Regions from separate parts of the Mus musculus genome. Here region 1 is linked to region 2. The links are chromatin contacts, called in public HiChIP or PLAC-seq maps. All regions are on one chromosome and are shown on one strand. Each heading gives the region's core, a stretch centred on a gene start, on an enhancer-like site or on the middle of the called end of the contact. The rest is flanking DNA. Distances are from core to core; before and after follow the strand shown. Region 1 has its middle 15 kb from the start of Gm46721. Region 2 has its middle 190 kb from the start of Sox5os3.

Region 1 (5,033 bases), core at 1,270-3,769, 450 kb after region 2:
TCATCTACCTTAAAAAATTTTTTTATAACTGAGAAAATCACAAATGTTTGAGTTTTGTTGGAAAGCATACCACTTTTGGTCACAGGCACCATGTACTCCCAGGAGCCCGCTAAAGACAACAGTTGGCCGTGGGGCCCCAGGGCGTGTGGGAGGGGAAGCAGCTCATAACAGCATAGACTGTAGCGTGGCCTCAGCTCCTGAGCCCAGAGCACTAAACTTCAGATCCTTGCGCCCGAGGTCAGTTTGATATTAGGAAGAAAGATAGATAGTTCAGGAAATGGGAAAAGAATGTTCAGAAGAAATCAAGACCAAACTGCAACACAATAATGTAGCCTTTATAACAGAATTACCCCACTTGCTACACTGAACAGGTAAGAAATCTACTTATACCTGAGGTTGTCCCAGGATACACGGGTCTGCACTAGAAGCAAATACAGAAATGTCTGTAGCAACCTCCACCAAAAGCCACGTGGGGTCCACCCATAACAGAAGGGCCCTCAGATGAGGCCCATTTATGAGATGAAACACTGCAAAATGAACGCAAATAAACCATGGTCCTGTGTAAATAGACGCCTGCGACCAGACGCAAAATTTGAACTGGAGAATGAGGACCTCAGGACTGGGGTGGAGGGAGACGTCTGAGTGTCCCAGGGCCCTGCTGATGTTGCTTCAGTAATCTTGGCGGTGTCTAAGCTCTGTGGGAAGTTGTCAGGTTGCTCATCCACACTTGAGGCATGGTTTCACATCCATGTCACACTTTAGTAACAACAGAAAAGTGTGGCTCTGAGTCGGTCTGACCACTTCCATGGTGTGTACATGTAACTGTCTCTACTGCAAGCAGTTCAGTTGGCTGTCCATGGTACCTCCTCCCTCCTGTCTCTGTTTGCTAGTGACCATGTGACACTCATAAGAGATGGCTGTCATAACACAAATTGTGGGGTGTATATGCCCATTCCTACCCTATGTGCCCAAGGTTTTGATATTTCTGGAAACATTGTTCTTTTTTTTTTTTTTAACTGTCCAAAGTCTGGGGATTTTTCTAGAAAAAAGATTTTTAAATATGTGTGTGTGCATGTTGTACACTATGTCATATTTGCACGGACGTGTGCATGTACTTATGTGTACACATACATGTGGAGGCCAGAGGTTGGCATCAGCGGTCTTCCTTAATCACTTGCCATCTTGGTTTTTGAGTCGGGGTCTCTTACGGAAACCAAGCTCCCTGGCTCCACAGACAGGCTGACCACAGTGCTCAGGGGCCCTGCTGGCCCTGCCCTTCTCAGGAGTGGGTTTACGCATGCACAGTTCACCAATGAAACCATCCTCTCAGCCTTAAAAGAACCATTTCTAAATGAATGGAGTTACTCTGGACTCCGTGGTGCCTGTGTTCCCTATAAGAGGCCAAGTATGGACAAGAGAGGTCACTACAATTCAAAAATGGGCACTTGCAACTGGCCACCCCCAGGCTGTGAGGGGAACTTCCTTGTCTCTGAGTGATTGACACTTGGAATGTACAATGGTGTCCTTGCTCCCTGGGTCTTGTTTAGTTTGACTTTCTCGTGGCTTCCCGTGTGGCATTCCCATGTCTGATAAATGGAAAATTAATCAGAAACTATTCGACACATTTTATTCCAGGAAATGCTACGGACTGCTATGCCTGCCTGTGTGTTTGTTTTCTCGACTTTCAGGGACTGTGTGACCTCGGGCATAATTCCTCACCTCCACCTCCAAACCCAACCAAGTTAGGTTGGTTCATTAGCTTCCTCATGGCGAAACAGGGGCCACCCTGGAGTGCTCTCAAGGGACCAGAATGGGGATTTCCTGAGGTGAGAGGAGAATAATGAGAGAGTCAGTTCTCCACATGCATACTACTGCTCCTTCACTATAGGCCTTGAGAACTGTTCAGCATAGCATCTGCACTTGTCCACTACATGGGGTCAATAAAACATAGACTCCTGGCTACCCATGTCAGACAGCCACCAAACAGTTTGCATAGCAGATGCACAGGCAACTATTTTTACTTCTGGAAGTTGGACCCTGGGGCAGAGATCTCCTGTGACAAGACTGTGTGTAGGCAGCTCTTCTCCAACTGACCTGGGAGCTGGTGGGGCTTGTTTTGATTGCTTAGTTAGTTGGTTGGTTAGTTAGTTGGTTAGTTGGTTGGTTGGTTGGTTAGCTGGTTGGTTAGCTGGTTGGTTGGTTGCTTGCTTGGTTGGTTGGTTGGTTGGTTAGCTAGTTGGTTGGTTGCTTGGTTAGTTGGTTAGTTGCTTGCTTGGTTAGTTGCTTGCTTGCTTGCTTTTGGTCTCGCTACTTTGAATTTCTTGTCGCTCCACCTGCCTCATGCTTGCTCCCTGATATTGATATGCATTTAGGAGGCAAGATGTGGGGAGGGGAGGATGAGGAAGCTAATCTTGGAGGGGCTGGTATTGAAAAGAAGCATAAAGCAGTGCTGGAATGGTGGGCGGTGATTGGCAGCTCACTCACAGCCCTTTGGTGGGCTCCAGAGATGGGCTTCATGGCAATTTGCCACCTGTATTCAGAGATGTTTAATAGTCTCCATTGCCTTCCTAATTGCACTGCTCAGGAGGGAATTCCTTCCCTGAGACGTGACAGAGGCTCAGTAAGCATGAGGAATAAATACCGATGAGACAAAGAGGAGAGGGATTTCACTTGCAGCACTGGCCTTCACCTTTGTCACAAGTAAAAGAGAGAAGGAAAGCCAGGGTACAGCCAGGCGTTTGCAAAGGGTCGGAGAAAATGATCTTCCGACTGGCACTTGTTCCAAGGTATCTTTTCCCTTTCATTCTTCTCTCTCCCTCTCTCTCTCTCTCTCTCTCTCTCTCTCTCTCTCTCTCTCTCTCTATCCCCCTCCCTCCCTCCCTCCCTCTCTCCCTCCCTCCCTCCCTCCCTCCCTTCCTTCCTTCCTTTCTCTTTCTTTCTTTCTTTCTTTCTTTCTTTCTTTCTTTCTTTCTTTCTTTCTTTCTTTCTTTCTTTCTTTCTATTTCTTCCCTCAAGCAAAATGAACAAAGACTCCCTGGATGGACAGCTGTCCCTTCATTCCCATACATGGTCAGCAGAGGGGAACCCAAGGACCAGGTACGTGATGTGCTGACCAAGATGTGGGCTCCTCAACGTTCTGTCAAGCACTCTGGGTAAAGGACAAGCTCCCAAAGAGCCTGATGGGGCAAACACAGACAGGAAGGGGTGGGCAGAGCACAGTTTCCATGGCCACAGTGCACCACACTCACAGGCCACCATGGCTTCACACTGCAGTCAATCATATTTTTTGCAATGCTGGAGACTATAGTCAGAATTCTGTGCATGTGAGACACATGCTCTGTGAGTAAACCACATATCACCTTCTCTCTCATAGGAGAATATAGATTTAATTATATGCATACAATTATATACATATATATGACAGGTCAGCATGGGGGGTGGTATTTGGAAGGGGAATGTCTTAGTCAGGGTTTCTATTGCTGTGATGAAACACCATGACCAAAAAGCAAGTTGGAGAGGAAAGGGTTTATTTGGCTTACACTTCCATATTGCTGTTCATATTGAAGGAAGTCAGGACAGGAATACAAACAGGACAGGAACCTGGAAGCAGGAGCTGATGCAGAGGCCATGGAGGGATGGTACCCCAAACTGGCTTGCTCAGCCCAGAGATGGTACCACCCACCATGGCTGGTCCCTCCCCCATTGATCACTAGCTAAGAAAATGCACCACAGCTGGATCGCATGGAGCATTTCCTCAACTGAGGCTCTTTCCTCTCTGATGACGATAGCTTGTGTTATAAGTTGACACACAATACCAGCCAACACAGGGAGCAGCAAGCAGAAGACAAGAGAGGGATATGATGGTGCAATTATGAGCAAAACACAATGATACATGTGTAGGAGACTTTCGTAATTCACCCCACTATTTTGTAAACTGACTAAAAAATTAATTCAAAAAAAAATTAAGAGCGCTGGCTGTACTTCCAAAGGATCCAGGTTTACTTACAAGGCAGCTTACAGCCATCTGTAACTCCAAGCCCAGGGAACTCAACCCTTTTCTGACAATACATTTTAAATTTTTTAATAAATCTATATAAATCATTCATATCTGTGAATGTTAACAGATCGTAGAGGAAGGGTCAGGATTCTAACTGTGCATTACATTATTTAGCTGAACACTACTGTCACGTCACATTGGTAGACATAACTTTGAGTACTTCGACTAAGTCCACAGCTGCTAGGGTCCTCGTTAGGAAATGATGTAAGAGATGAACTCATTCGTACCCAATGCTTTGAAAGCCCTGGATTAATAGCAATGACCTCACAGAAAGTCTCCACAAAACTAAAACCCCAGAGTGAGTTTTTCCCTAAGCCAAACTGTAGTACCAATAAGATATGTAAGAAAACACTGGTTACGTTTTAAGAGAAGCAAATTGAGCATAGGATGAAAATAAGCCTTACAGTTGACAATGTGCAGGCGCTGTTGGAAGGGAAGCTTAGGTGGGGAGCATCCTTTTCTGAATATAGATGGACTGTGTAAAAGGAAATTAGACACCCACTTTTATTGTTGTTGTTCTTGTTGTTGGTTTGGTTTGGTTTGGTTTGGTTTTGGGGTTTTTTTGTTGGTTTGGTTGGTTGGTTGGTTTGGTTTGGTTTGGTTTTTTTGTTTGTTTGTTTTTTTGTTTTTTTTGGGGGGTAGGGGGGTTGGGTTTTTGTTTTTATTTTTCGAGACAGGGGTTCTCTGTGTTCCCCTGGCTGTCCTGGAACTCACTCTGTAGACCAGGCTGGCCTCAAACTCAGAAATTCACCTGTTTCTGCCTCCCAAGTGCTGGAATTAAAGGCGTGCACCACCTGGCATACAACCACGTTTTAAAGATTTACTTTCATGTATACGAGTGATTTGCTATGTTAGTGTATGTGCACCATGTGTGCAGTACCCAAGATGGCCATAAGAGGGCGATAGACCCCCTGAACTGAACTCAGACCCTCTGGAAGAGCAGTAGGTGCTCCGAACTGCCTAGCTCTCGCTCTCT
Region 2 (5,438 bases), core at 2,081-4,580:
AGAGAGAGAGATTTCCATCTCAGTGCATTCTCAGGTCCACTCAGCAGGTCAAGGCATCTGCTACCAAGCCTGAGGGTCTGAGTTCAATTCCTGGGACCCACAGTAGGGAACGAGAGACCTGATTCCCTACAGTTGTCTGACTTCATGTGCATGTCATGACATGTGGATGCATGCGCGCGCGGACACACACACACACACACACGTAGAACTTAAAAGAAAAGTTGGGGGGGGGGGGGAAACACATGTGCAACTTTCTGTCTTAACATCTTGATTCTATAAAGCAACATATCACCTGAGAAGGCTCTGTGGTCAGATTTTTGACCTGTCCATTATTGATGTCAACCATCAGGATTTGGCCATAAAAATTCACCTAGAACTTCACCCCAACACTAACACTGACCCATACAAGTCTCGGCAAGTCCCCTCCAGCCATTTGTGTTTCCTTTGTCTTTAGCACTAGGAAGGAAAAGGCCAAACAAAAGACAAGCAAAGGTAGAGTCTCCTCCTGGGAGAAGCAGGAACCATGAAGTAATATCTTTGAGAACAAGACCACACCTGGAAGGGGCCAAACCCAAGGAGAGTGCCATCATGGAAAAGAGATGTGAGACACGGTCTCTTTCTTCACTGCAATGTGCATGATATTTTGTCTTCTCTGGGTACGATAATAAAGTTTAATTCTGAAAACCCCACTTCTCTGTGAAGAATATAATTATAATTCCAGTTATTACTGTGGTATTTAATTGATATTAAGGCATGGAAGTAAAAAAAAAAAAAATAACAGAATTCTAAAATCTCCGTGTACACGTGGAGCTGATTTGATATTCTAAGAAACTTAATTCCCTATACCTCAGTCTTCTCAGCTATAAAATGGGAGCAATTATCAATCCCTGATAATTGTAATTGTTTTAGGGAAAAATAAATAAGTTGGTATCAACAGGGTGTCTCAAGAGCTGGTGCCACAGGAGCCAGAAAAATCAGTTAATTATCATCAGTGTTTCTGCCTCTCATTTCCTGGTCTATCTACAGTTATCTTTCAGGTGTCCTCCACAGCCTCTATTTGGTCACAAGATAATACTATACACCAAAGAAGGTAGACTGTGTATCTCACGGGGACACCTGCTTACAGAATTTGTTGAGTACATCTTTGTGGTTTTGCTTTTTGTCTTTTGAGACAAAGTCACACTATGTGGCCCAGACTAGATTGTAAGTCATACCCTGTGCCAACATCAAGCTTACAAGGATCCCCCTGCCTCAGCCTCGTAAGATCTGGGATTAAAGGTGTGTATCACCACACCAGTTTTAAATTTTCTTAACTATGCTCAGGATCGCAAGGCGCAGTGCAGTCTCTCAGCAGCCAAAATGAGTCAGCAAATTCATCACTCCATCTAACATGTTCTTTCAACTTCTTTCTTGGACTACTATAGGCTGCCAGTTTGGATGTGGGTCATCTGTTTTTTGTGTCTTAAGTGCTTGGATTCATGTCTGCTAACAACGCTATGCTCATTGTTAATTATACCCAATGACCTATGTACTTTGCTGCATGAAACCCAGAAGACATTATCCTGGTTCTTAGCAAGGGCCGCACAACTGTGAATAAAAAGAGAGCAGGTGAGAAGCCAGGCAACAAGGACCGCGGTGAGCACTGACAGTCGCTTCTTTCTCTCAAGTCAAAGCGGGGCTTCCTCCAAGAGCAGTGTTCTCCACAAGTTCTGTCCTGTCCTTGTTGCCCACAAACCTTTGTTGTTTTCCTTAATTGCTTCCTGATGCAATTTCAATACACCAGACATACTCTTGCCTACATGGAATGTATAAGCTAGTTTGCCCTTACAAGAATGGAATATGAGCATTGATGCGGAGATGTGGCCTTTGAGATAGCGTGGGCTGACATTGCTAGGAAAACTAACTGCTCTCCATTTACTGAAAAGGCTGGGGCCTGTGTCACTTGAAGGCAGGATCAGTGTATGGTTTTGTTGTGATGTAAGTACCACTCTAAGGCCAGGTTAGGCAGCAGGAGACATGGCAGCTACAAAGGACAGAGGGCAAGCTAGAAGGAAGTTTAAAGGCACATTGTAAGGGGAATGCAAAGTGGAATTGTTCCTAATTAAAGCAGCCAGGGAATTAGGGAGGTGAAATGTAATTATCTACATTAGAGTTTGGCCGGGCTTCTCTACTCATTGGGAAAAAAAAAAATCTCTGCAGCAATCCTTAATGATCTCAGTTGAACGTCCCATCCAAAAAAAAAAAAAAAAAAAGACGCTTAAGTCTCCCTTTCCCGGAACACAAATGGCCTTCTCACTTAACAAATTTGAAACTGCATGTAAGTCCCATACTTCAGCTTAAAGTAATTATTTCATAAAGCAATGACTTTGCAAATGGGAGTGTTGGAGAAGACACAGCAGCAGAGTGAAGCAGCCCAGCAGTAAATGTAAGGGGTGTGACGACGACGACGTTTATGGTTCATGCAAGGCAGATCTGAAGTATTTTAAAAATAGATGTATATGGTAAGTGATGCTAACATGGATCTGAGGCTGAAGCAGTGTCTCTGAACAAGTTACTTTGCTTGAAGTACACAACTCCCTCTGCACGGTGAGCATGTCACAACTTTGGCAGGTGATGGAGACTCTGCAAACTGGGGAAGCCCAAGGTGTAAGCTGTGTGAAGTGAGCGAAGAGATGAGCTGCCTCTCACAGCTGCCTGAGGAGCACAGAGTACCAGACACAGAGACTGGCCAGGTTAGCTTAGATACTTCTTAGCTCAACTTTCATCTGATTTAAGGCTTTCCTCTCTAGCATCTGGAAGGCCTGAGGAATTCTTCTTTTTTTTTCTTTCTTTCCTTTCATGACTTGACCATAAAGATAAAACTGGGGTGCTTTAATTACCATCCAGAGCCAGAGCCTTGCCCTTTGATATGGAAATCCCACTTGTGCCCCCACCTCTTCTCTGCCCCTTCCTCCACTTTCCCAGCAGGAATTTTAAGTAGCTTTGTCCAACCAGCTTATAGTGACAACAAGAGAGCCAAGCATAGCTCCTGGTAAGGTCTGAGTCCTCCTGGCAGAACTGAGGGCAGGACAGAATGGAGAGGAGATAAACAGGAAGGACAGGACAGGATAGAATAGGGTAGGGTAGGGTAGGGTAGGGTAGGGTAGGGCAGGGTAGGGTAGGGTGGGGCAGGGTAGGGTAAGAGAGGAGAGGGTAGGAGAGTGGAGAGGAGAGGAGGGGAGGGGAGAAGAGGAGGGAGGGAGAGCTTATTAGAATGGCTGGATTTGTTTCTGCCCCATCAGCATGAAGTGTGGCCAGGCAACACAAAGCCTCTCACTTTAAACTCACACAGAGAGCACCAGCCAGGCATGCAGGCGGGCATGCACAGCCACCCAGGTATTGTCATCTGCCTTCTGCATGACTCCCGGCTTAGCTATAATTATTAATTGCACTTGTCAACTGTCATTAATTCCTCTTTAACATCCCTGTCTTTGAGTAATTAGACAGAACAGCCTCACGGAGCCCATTGTTTAGAGTCTCCTGAAAGAGCCCACTGGGCTTTCAGGAGGATAATAGAGGGCTTCTCGGTTAACCCTTGGTGAGCACTTGTGGAGCAGGAGGGAAGGGGGCAGGCTTGGGCCTCCTGCGTTGCCTTGGTCAGACACAGAGACACATCCACTGTTTAAGTGGGGCTAGCTTTTCAATATTTCTTTCCTAGGGACAAAGAGTATTTAAAGTTGACTTAGGAGCAGAGAAAGGGCCAAGAAAAACAGGATTCACTAATCTGCAACAGGGGATATGCCATTTTTTCATATGTATTCTTATGCTTTGTATTTGAGAAAAGCCACATCTTTGAAGATATCTTCTTACATTCATTACATTATACACAAGATGTGTAATGTTTACATGAAGAGAAAGGCGCTTTAAGATGATTTCTAAATTCTCTGAAGTACAAACACTTTTAGCACGCTAGTATTAAGGAGTAAGTTTTGCTCAGACGTCTCTCAGCTTTCTATAGATGGAAATTACTGACAATAATTTTTATATTTTATCATATATTTAGTGTGTGTGTGCGTGCCTGCGTGTGTGTGCACACATGTGCATATCTGCTGGTGCCACAGATGCTAGAAGAGGGAATGGGGACCCCTGGAGTTGGGGTTGCTAGCAGTTCTGAGCTGATCGACACAAGTACTGGTGTCTGAACTTGAATCCTTAAAAGCTTTCAACCCCAGATCTATCTCCAGCCCCCACCGACAGACAGCAGTTTTAGTTCTGCTATTGGAGGCTCAGGAGACTTTCTTTCTTTCTTCCTTTCTTCCTTCCTTCCTTTCTTTCTTCCTTTCTTCCTTCCTTCCTTCCTTCCTTTCTTCCTTTCTTCCTTTCTTCCTTTCTTCCTTTCTTCCTTTCTTCCTTTCTTCCTTTCTTCCTTTCTTCCTTTCTTCCTTCCTTCCTTCCTTCCTTCCTTTCTTTCTTTCTTTCTTTCTTTCTTTCTTTCTTTCTTTCTTTCTTTCTTTCTTTCTTTTAGTTTGTTCTTTAATTAGTTTTATAGGCAGGCTCTCATATAGCTCAGGCTAGCCTTGCATGCACTATGTAGCTGGGGATAAGCTTGAATTCCTCACCTTTTTACTTCCACCTCTAAAGTGCTAAGATTCTCTTTATGCACCACCTTGCCCAGCTTTATTTGACATTACTTTAAAACTTATTCTGAAAGATATACTCAGCATGCCCATGGCCTCTCGAGCTCCCCTAAATGTAGGTAGTGTCCCCCAGTGAAAGGCAAGATGTGACATATGGCTTATTTCACATATCTTGCCAAGTGACAGATATCATTTAACATGGCATGCTGAATAACAAATCACTTGCAAAATTCTGTAATACCTTATGAGTTTTCTATTACTATTATCACTGTGACTTATCAGTTCAAATTACTTTGATGGTATGACATTCATGACTTTAAATTCTCTAGCCATTAGGCAGAGGTCATGCGGAAGAGGGGAGCCACTTGGCCATTTTGTGACAAACATTTTTGAGGAAAAAAAGGGTGTGTGTGTGGATTTTATTCAAAAGCAAAGTGACTTCATGTAGCAAAAAATTTTCTGGATGTTGTGCTAAAAAGATAAATCATAATAATTTCTCTTAAGGAAAATGAAGGTCCATGGAGTTGTGAAAAGTAAAGGAGAGAGAATATGATTACTGGGAATCGTTAGAGCCATTTCCTCTACTCTCTTCATGGTAAGTTTTTTCCCCTACTGCTGAGCCAGTGCTTTTTGCAATAATAACATTTATTGAAGTCTAGATGTGTGTCCTGTGTTCTTTATATACATTAATTCATTTAGTGCTCAGATCTCTGTGAAATAGGTACTATTATTCAATTTCAGAGATGGGGGAAACTGTACAAAAAGTGGTTTCAGAAGTTGTTCAAGACTGGCCACACATGACAGCAGTGAGGGATGGCTGAG

What was found. HiChIP or PLAC-seq counts read pairs in DNA pulled down with a chosen protein or histone mark.
Region 1: a contact with region 2 is called in an H3K4me3 HiChIP or PLAC-seq map of embryonic basal ganglia, with 4 times the contacts expected there. The contact joins two enhancer-like sites. A contact is called at or near these places in 1 of 484 Hi-C or Micro-C datasets (bone marrow-derived macrophages), 2 of 115 datasets of contacts at active chromatin or transcription factors (embryonic basal ganglia and oligodendrocyte precursor cells) and 1 of 9 other capture datasets (embryonic stem cells).

The regions. Positions count from the first base shown.
Region 1 is chr6:144,927,647-144,932,679 of GRCm38.p6, forward strand. No RefSeq gene overlaps it. Among named protein-coding and RNA genes, the nearest start is that of Gm46721, 15 kb to the right of the region's middle. Within about 2 kb of position 2,520, at least 7 of the 459 cell types and tissues checked have an H3K27ac peak or open chromatin away from gene starts, as enhancers often do. A contact at or near this core is called in embryonic basal ganglia, where this site is marked.
Region 2 is chr6:144,477,896-144,483,333 of GRCm38.p6, forward strand. It overlaps a transcript of Sox5 not described here. Among named protein-coding and RNA genes, the nearest start is that of Sox5os3, 190 kb to the right of the region's middle. Within about 2 kb of position 3,331, at least 35 of the 459 cell types and tissues checked have an H3K27ac peak or open chromatin away from gene starts, as enhancers often do. A contact at or near this core is called in embryonic basal ganglia, where this site is marked.